Regions from separate parts of the Acanthopagrus latus genome. Here region 1 is linked to region 2. The links are chromatin contacts, called in public Hi-C maps. All regions are on one chromosome and are shown on one strand. Each heading gives the region's core, a stretch centred on a gene start, on an enhancer-like site or on the middle of the called end of the contact. The rest is flanking DNA. Distances are from core to core; before and after follow the strand shown. Region 1 holds the start of p4ha3 (prolyl 4-hydroxylase subunit alpha-3). Region 2 holds the start of LOC119005623 (integrin-linked protein kinase).

Region 1 (3,352 bases), core at 228-2,727, 180 kb before region 2:
TATAAATGATAATTATAAAAAACTCTCCTGGAGGGCCAAAACTGAAACTTAATGGTCGGCCACTGATCAGCATCTGATGTACTGTCTTGTAAAACTGGAAACAGACGACTTTTGAACCAATTTGCCACTCAGTCTTCATTTTCGTGCCTGATGACAGATCCGATATGATAGAGGAAGAGGTTGATAGAGAGCCAGTCTGAGCAATGATGGTGTCATTACTCTACAGACATCACGTCCTGTGATCAACATTTGCATCATAATGTTACATTAAAGCAAGTTTAAGATATTCCCAGTTTAAGATAAAAAATGGATCCCAATTTCCTTTATTTAACTCATGCATGTTCTAAGTTTTACTCTGCCCATTGTGACTGATAATGGAACATAATTAATAATTAGGGATCCTTAATATTTAAAGGGCATTTACATTCTTTTGCAAATTACATTAGATGATTACATTCTATAAATTAATTTTAATTTGGCGAGCCAGCGTCCTTATGTCGGGCCAACCTGGGTCCACGGGCCACACTTTGGGCCGCCCTGATTCAAACACAGTGGGAGGTGTTGAGGTGGAGAGATGCATGATAAAAACTAAACAGTATAAAAGAGAATTTAAAGGTTACCATTCTGATATTTTCACACAAAACGGATGCTCGTTTTATAATTGACTTAATGATAAAATAAATAAATGGTGTGATCTACAAATAAACATTCAGGGTAGCTTGCTTCTTCTTGGGATTTCATGATATGGTCAAAAAAATCATATTATTATTTGTTGCCCATGTGATACAATTTTTGATTAGCGATCTTATTTGTATGGAAATTTTAATTTTCACTGAAAAAAACTATTAAAAACATGATGATGTGGCAAATTGAGGGTTCTGTCCCAAGCAAACATGTTTTGCAGGTCATGTTGTGAGAAAACATGTTTGTTTACAACATGTTTCCTTACAACATGACCTGCAGGTCAGTCTGAGCACTGATGGTGTCATTACTCTACAGACATCACGTCCTGTGATCAACCTTTGCATCATAATGTTACATTAAAGCAAGTTTAAGATATTCCCAGTTTAAGATAAAAAATGGATCCCAAGTTCCCTTATTTAACTCATGCAGGTCATGTTGACCTGCAGGTCATGTTGTAAGAAAACATGTTTGTTACAACATGACTTGCAGGTCAGCAAATCAAAGTGCTCAATTATAAACTGGTTTTGTCCTACATTTAATCTTTAATAAAAAGATTGCAGCTTCTTGCAATTTGGTCATTGAACTTATGGCACTGTGATTGAATACACTTTCATGCAGCGGTTTTGCACCCAGGAGCAGTGAGCACACTGATTTGTGCTTTAAAATACCAGTATATAAATCAACAAGAGGTGTTTTAAACAAACATTACCTTTTGTGATCTGATGCTTCTATGTGTTTGTAATATAAATGAATCAGTGAGCATCACAGAGGGCCAAAAACATGATCTTGCCTGCCATCCCAGCCACAGTTAATCAGAAATCCTGCTCAATCAGCTAACATACTTTTTGAATGGCCGAACTTTATGTAGGGTGCCTTAAACTGACTCACTCAGTTGTGTAATCACTATTGATGCTGCTGGCACAGAATCACGGTAACTGCCTGGTTTATGTTTAACAGCTGCAGATCTATGAAGCAAAAAACTGTGCCAACGCACACACGAAACAAAAGTGTCACAGCTGCTTTCATGAGGTCACCTGAGGTTTAATCGAGTCATCAATCATTAATTCTTGTTCTCTTATTGACACGTTTCATAAGTCTGTAGTTCGATTAGAATGATATATGAAGTTGGTAAATGTTTTACAGGGTTTCTGCACAGCTGACCAAGTAAAATTTGAGACTAAGAATAAGTCTGGAGTGCTCGAGTTTAAACAGCACAAGATGAAGGAGCTCTTCCTTCTTCTTTTTAATGATATTCAACATGATATAGCTATCTAAATAAAAAGAGAGTCTTGAATTGTACATTAAAGACCTTAATATCACACAGAATTCAATTTAAAACCTGTTTTCCTGATCAAATCAACCAAAGTTTTAAAGCATGATGGAGAACCAGCAGAGACGAAACAATGATTTATTATGACATCACATTTTCTCAGAACTTCTCAGCAGTGGATAACAAGAATTTCTGTTAATATGATGACCCTGATGAGTTTGATAAAATAGAAGGATGGAGTAATAAGTAGTTAAGTTTGAAGAAAGGTTTTTCATAGATAGATCTTCATTTGTCATTGCTGCTATTTAGTGTTGCAAAATGTGTATTTTTGTGATGTGTTTTTGTTGTTTCTATGGTTTGATTGATTTTACTTGTTAAATTTTGTGAAAGGTGCTATATCAAACAAACATACTAATCACATACTACTTATTCACTTAAATAGGTAAAAACGGTAAAAGTCAATTTAGCAGCTTCGCAGCAGAGTGCAGCATAAATGCATATTTGATAAGTTAAAAACAAAACACCCTAAAGTTCAGAATGCCTTATTGGCTACAAAAAAAATGCAAATTAATGATTTAGATATTAATCCAAATTTTACTTGTCATTTTTAAAGTAACTAGTAAGCAGATTACATGGTGAAATGTCAACTTAAAATTACATATTTAAAAAACAACTACTACCTAAAAAGTAACCAAACAAATGACTTAATTACAATACTTTGAGCAGCTGTAATTAATTACTTTCATACCTGGTTAATTATTTAAACAACTGTAAAGGTTTTTAAACATCAGTTGCAACTTTACAAACAAACAGCTGCTTAGTAAATGGTTCATAAAGCGTGTTGTTGTTCATTATCAGTGAACAGTTTGTTGAATATTAACTTAAGTTTAATAAACTACTTATTTACCGTTTTTTAAGGACTGTTATGACAGTGTTACACTTTAATGTCTCCCCACATTCTGCAATAACATCTAATAACGAACATGACTGCCTACAGCTGGGAAGAAAGAAAAACATGTTTATTAAATATTCATCTCATTAATAACTCTTATTGTATTTTTCTTTAAATAGCTCTTTCAAGACTAGTTTAAAAAACAGACGAGTTGTTCTGCAGTTTGCCTCTGACACAGGGTTTTACTTTGTTCGAGCAGCAGAGAAACGTTTTCTCGATGTAGCTCCTGAGACTCTGGTCTCTAAAGCCGTAGATGAGCGGGCTGAGAAAGCGTGGAATTAGAATGAAACAGAAGTAATTAAAATAGGAAATGTCTTCTGGTCTCCAGTTGGAGTGCAGCACTATGAGAGTCTCAGTGATGGGGCTGGTGAAGGCCAACATGCACAGCAGCAGCTGGAAGCCATGCAGCAGCACAGTGTGCATGGCTTTACTCACAGACGCTGTGT
Region 2 (3,188 bases), core at 578-3,077:
GGAACATTTATATAGCACCAGTTTGGAGTCACATGAAATGGCATCTATTGAGAAAAACGCTGAATTTAGATTAAAATATTGATATAAAATAGAAGCATCAGTAAGATCCATTACAAAGAGGTGTATCCTATCTGGCCTGGGTAGTGATACGATTCGGCTTTGGTTCAGAGTCACTGGGTCACATGATGTGGAAGCCATTGAAAGAAATGCTGAATTGTAAATGTGGAGAGGTAAAGGTATATAGCATGGAAATACTAAAGTACAAGCAAGTACCTCGAAATTGCACGTTTGCACAGTGACTGAGTAAACATACTAAATTACTTTCCACAACTGAATAAAGCCATGTAGTACACACCATTAAAGGACGGTATGGAAACAGTGTCTGTGCCTCTCTTGCAGCAGGTAACTAAACTGAAGGTATTTCTCACCTTGACATTAGCGCTGCTGTTATTCTTCTGAGTATTCTTCAGGACAGCTTTGCTCAGAGCCTGAGCGTCTTCTTCGTCACTCCAGTCTTCATCCTCATTAAACATGCTGACTGTAAGAAACAAACACACACCTGTAAACCACTGCTGGAGATCCAGAGGACCACCCTGCTACTGTCACTTCTCTACTCCTTCACCAAGCTAACTCTGCTAACTCACTCACCTGTTCGTCTCCGAGGCGCCGAAACAAACTGCTTCACTTCACCGACTGCGTGTTTTATTGTTTGTTCAATAATGTTTTCTTTAACGAACAGATAGCGACTGTTAACATCTGCAGAAATGTCTTGTCAAGAGCAAAAGCCACGTTGGTTCTGCTCATGTGCGCGAAGGAAGCAAAACAGAATTACAGGCGCACGTGGATGACGACAGCACACCAGAGGATTATGGGACAGGAAGTTTTTAGCAATTATGTTGATTTAAAAATTTTTAATCAACTTTTACTGTCTTTGAATTTCATACTTTATTTAATTGAACAAATAAAAACATTGCTAAAAATATAAAAGATATCGAATATTTGAAAAAAAGAAAAGAATCAGCAGATGAATCCTTAATGTAAATAACTAATAACTGTATTCCTACACAGAATAGCTCAAATAATAAGCTTTAACTCAATCAGCATCAACAAAACTGTTTATGCACCTGTGCAAGTGTAATAATAATCTAATGACAAAACAGTATGACATTCACTGGGGCATTGTTTCTGCACAAGTTTTACTTTTGAAATTTTTACTACATTTTCATGATTATACTCACATACTTTGTCAATGTAGGACTTTTACTTGTAACAAAGTATCTGTAAAGGCTAAAAATACTTCACCACTGGGGATACAGTTTTAATGTTTTAACAAACTTTAAAATACAAACTAACAAGCATTATAGATAGATCTGTTTTGTAGGACTAGATCAGAATCAGAAACAGATTTATTGCCAAGAAAGATTTTACACCAACGAGGAATTTGTCTTGGTGGGTGAGGTGCATGCCCTGAAGACAATAAACAATAAGCAAACGTTGACTATTATATATACACAGTACAAACAATATAAACAAACACAGACATGTGGGATGTGTGGGATGATTGATAAATAAAGTCGGGAGAGCTGTACAGAAATGACAAGATAGAAAAAATATCCCTAGTTGCATACTCGAGCCAAAGCTGCTAAGAGACTCTGTGGGATGGTCCAGTGAGAGATGGCATATAATATAACAGGACGTATTATCATAATGCTATAAGAGATGTGTGACGACATGCAAATAACTGTAATATAAAAAAAACTGTGACCTGAGGCTGTGAATATCTGACTTCCTGCAGTTCTCTCCACGGCCTGTAGGGGGCGGGGCGCTTCTCTCCCTCCACTACACGTTACCACCACGTACGTACGGCGGGCGGTGAGGGTGTGGACGACCCACAGCACTCAAACCCCAGGACACAACACAACGTTGCTAATAACTTCTGCTCTCTCTAAACTGCATCACGCCACAGCAGGCCGACACACCTGGTAGGTTCATCGGCGTATTTATTGTCAAACCTCGACATTGTGTTTTACCAGCGTCCATCTCAGTGAAGTCAGCGTCAAATGAGAGAAACGGAGGCAGTCCGCGACGTCAAGGGGGGTTGGGGTTGGGGGGCAAGTTGGTTAGCTTGTTAGCCAAACCTGCCTGTGTGTCATTTGGTCAACCAGAGGATGCTAGCTAATGTGTGAAGCTAATTGAGCCACTTCGAGTTAATTTGGTGTAAATGGAAGAACGCGATAGCACAGCCAGAGAGAAGTGGAAGGGATCACCTGCTAGCTAACTTAAACGAGCTAACTGTTCTCATGTGTTAGCCGGATAGCAGCGCAGCTAGTCAGACTGCTGTGGAGGCTGTGAACAGTTAACGGTGAAGTCACAACTGTCACACCGGATTGTTGCAGTGTTTATGTTAACTACATGAGCAAATCCTGCTGAATTACAGAGTCAACCTACAGGTCCGGATGTATTTAAACTTAAGCTGCAGTTTCAGTCATCATCTGCCTAATCTTTCTCATTATGAGTGCTTGGTTTATTTAGACAGTGAGTTTGCAGTGTTTTCTTTCATGCATGATAATAGTTACCTTAATGTAAAGTCAAGATTTTAATCCCAGGTCTTTGCTAGGTGTCATGCTACATTTGTTAACCCAGTCATAACATGTTGCTATCAATAAAGACTTGCATTCTGCTTTTTATTCAGCCAACGAGTCATATACTCATATGAACATTGTGTTCCTGAATCAACTGTTTTTAATGAAATTGTGTCTTACATCTTGATTATCAAATTAGGGCTCACATAACAATGAATGTCATTATCACATTAATCTACTGATTGTGTTTTTGTTTTTGTTTTTTATGTGTAAAATGTCGGATTTGATATCTAAGAACCTGCTGACATCTTCAAATGGCTTGTTTTGTCTGATCAATGACCCAAATTTACTATCAGTTAAACATGTCATATATGACAGAGAAAAGCTGTAAATCATCAGAACTGAGAGGATGTTAGTGCATAATGTGTGGTTTTCTTTTTCTTATTTCACTGATAGGTGACTGAAATTGCTGATATATTTCATTTAATCACTGAAGGAAAAAATAAAGAAGTACAGAAATTTAGTATTGATAGAACTTAGACAAAAGATTATTTTCACTGTCGATTAATCTATAGATTAAGTTCTTGATTAATTGATTGGTGTTTT

The links. A called contact is a pair of places that touch in the nucleus more often than the background predicts.
Region 1: a Hi-C map of liver shows a contact between it and region 2, with 2.3 times the contacts expected there. The contact joins the promoter of p4ha3 here to the promoter of LOC119005623 in region 2. A contact is called at or near these places in 2 of 4 Hi-C or Micro-C datasets (liver and muscle).

What each region holds. Positions count from the first base shown.
Region 1 is chr2:8,420,884-8,424,235 of fAcaLat1.1, reverse strand. It overlaps p4ha3 (prolyl 4-hydroxylase subunit alpha-3), which reads right to left and starts at 1,477. Exons shown (of 14, transcript XM_037074912.1): 1 at 1,394-1,477. The coding sequence starts at 1,447. or129-1 (odorant receptor 129-1) reads right to left here. Exons shown (of 2, transcript XM_037078094.1): 2 at 3,042-3,352. The coding sequence ends at 3,042.
Region 2 is chr2:8,243,160-8,246,347 of fAcaLat1.1, reverse strand. LOC119005623 (integrin-linked protein kinase) reads left to right here and starts at 1,827. Exons shown (of 13, transcript XM_037073409.1): 1 at 1,827-1,982. rrp8 (ribosomal RNA-processing protein 8) reads right to left here and starts at 849. Exons shown (of 8, transcript XM_037073400.1): 1 at 649-849; 2 at 429-538. The coding sequence starts at 533.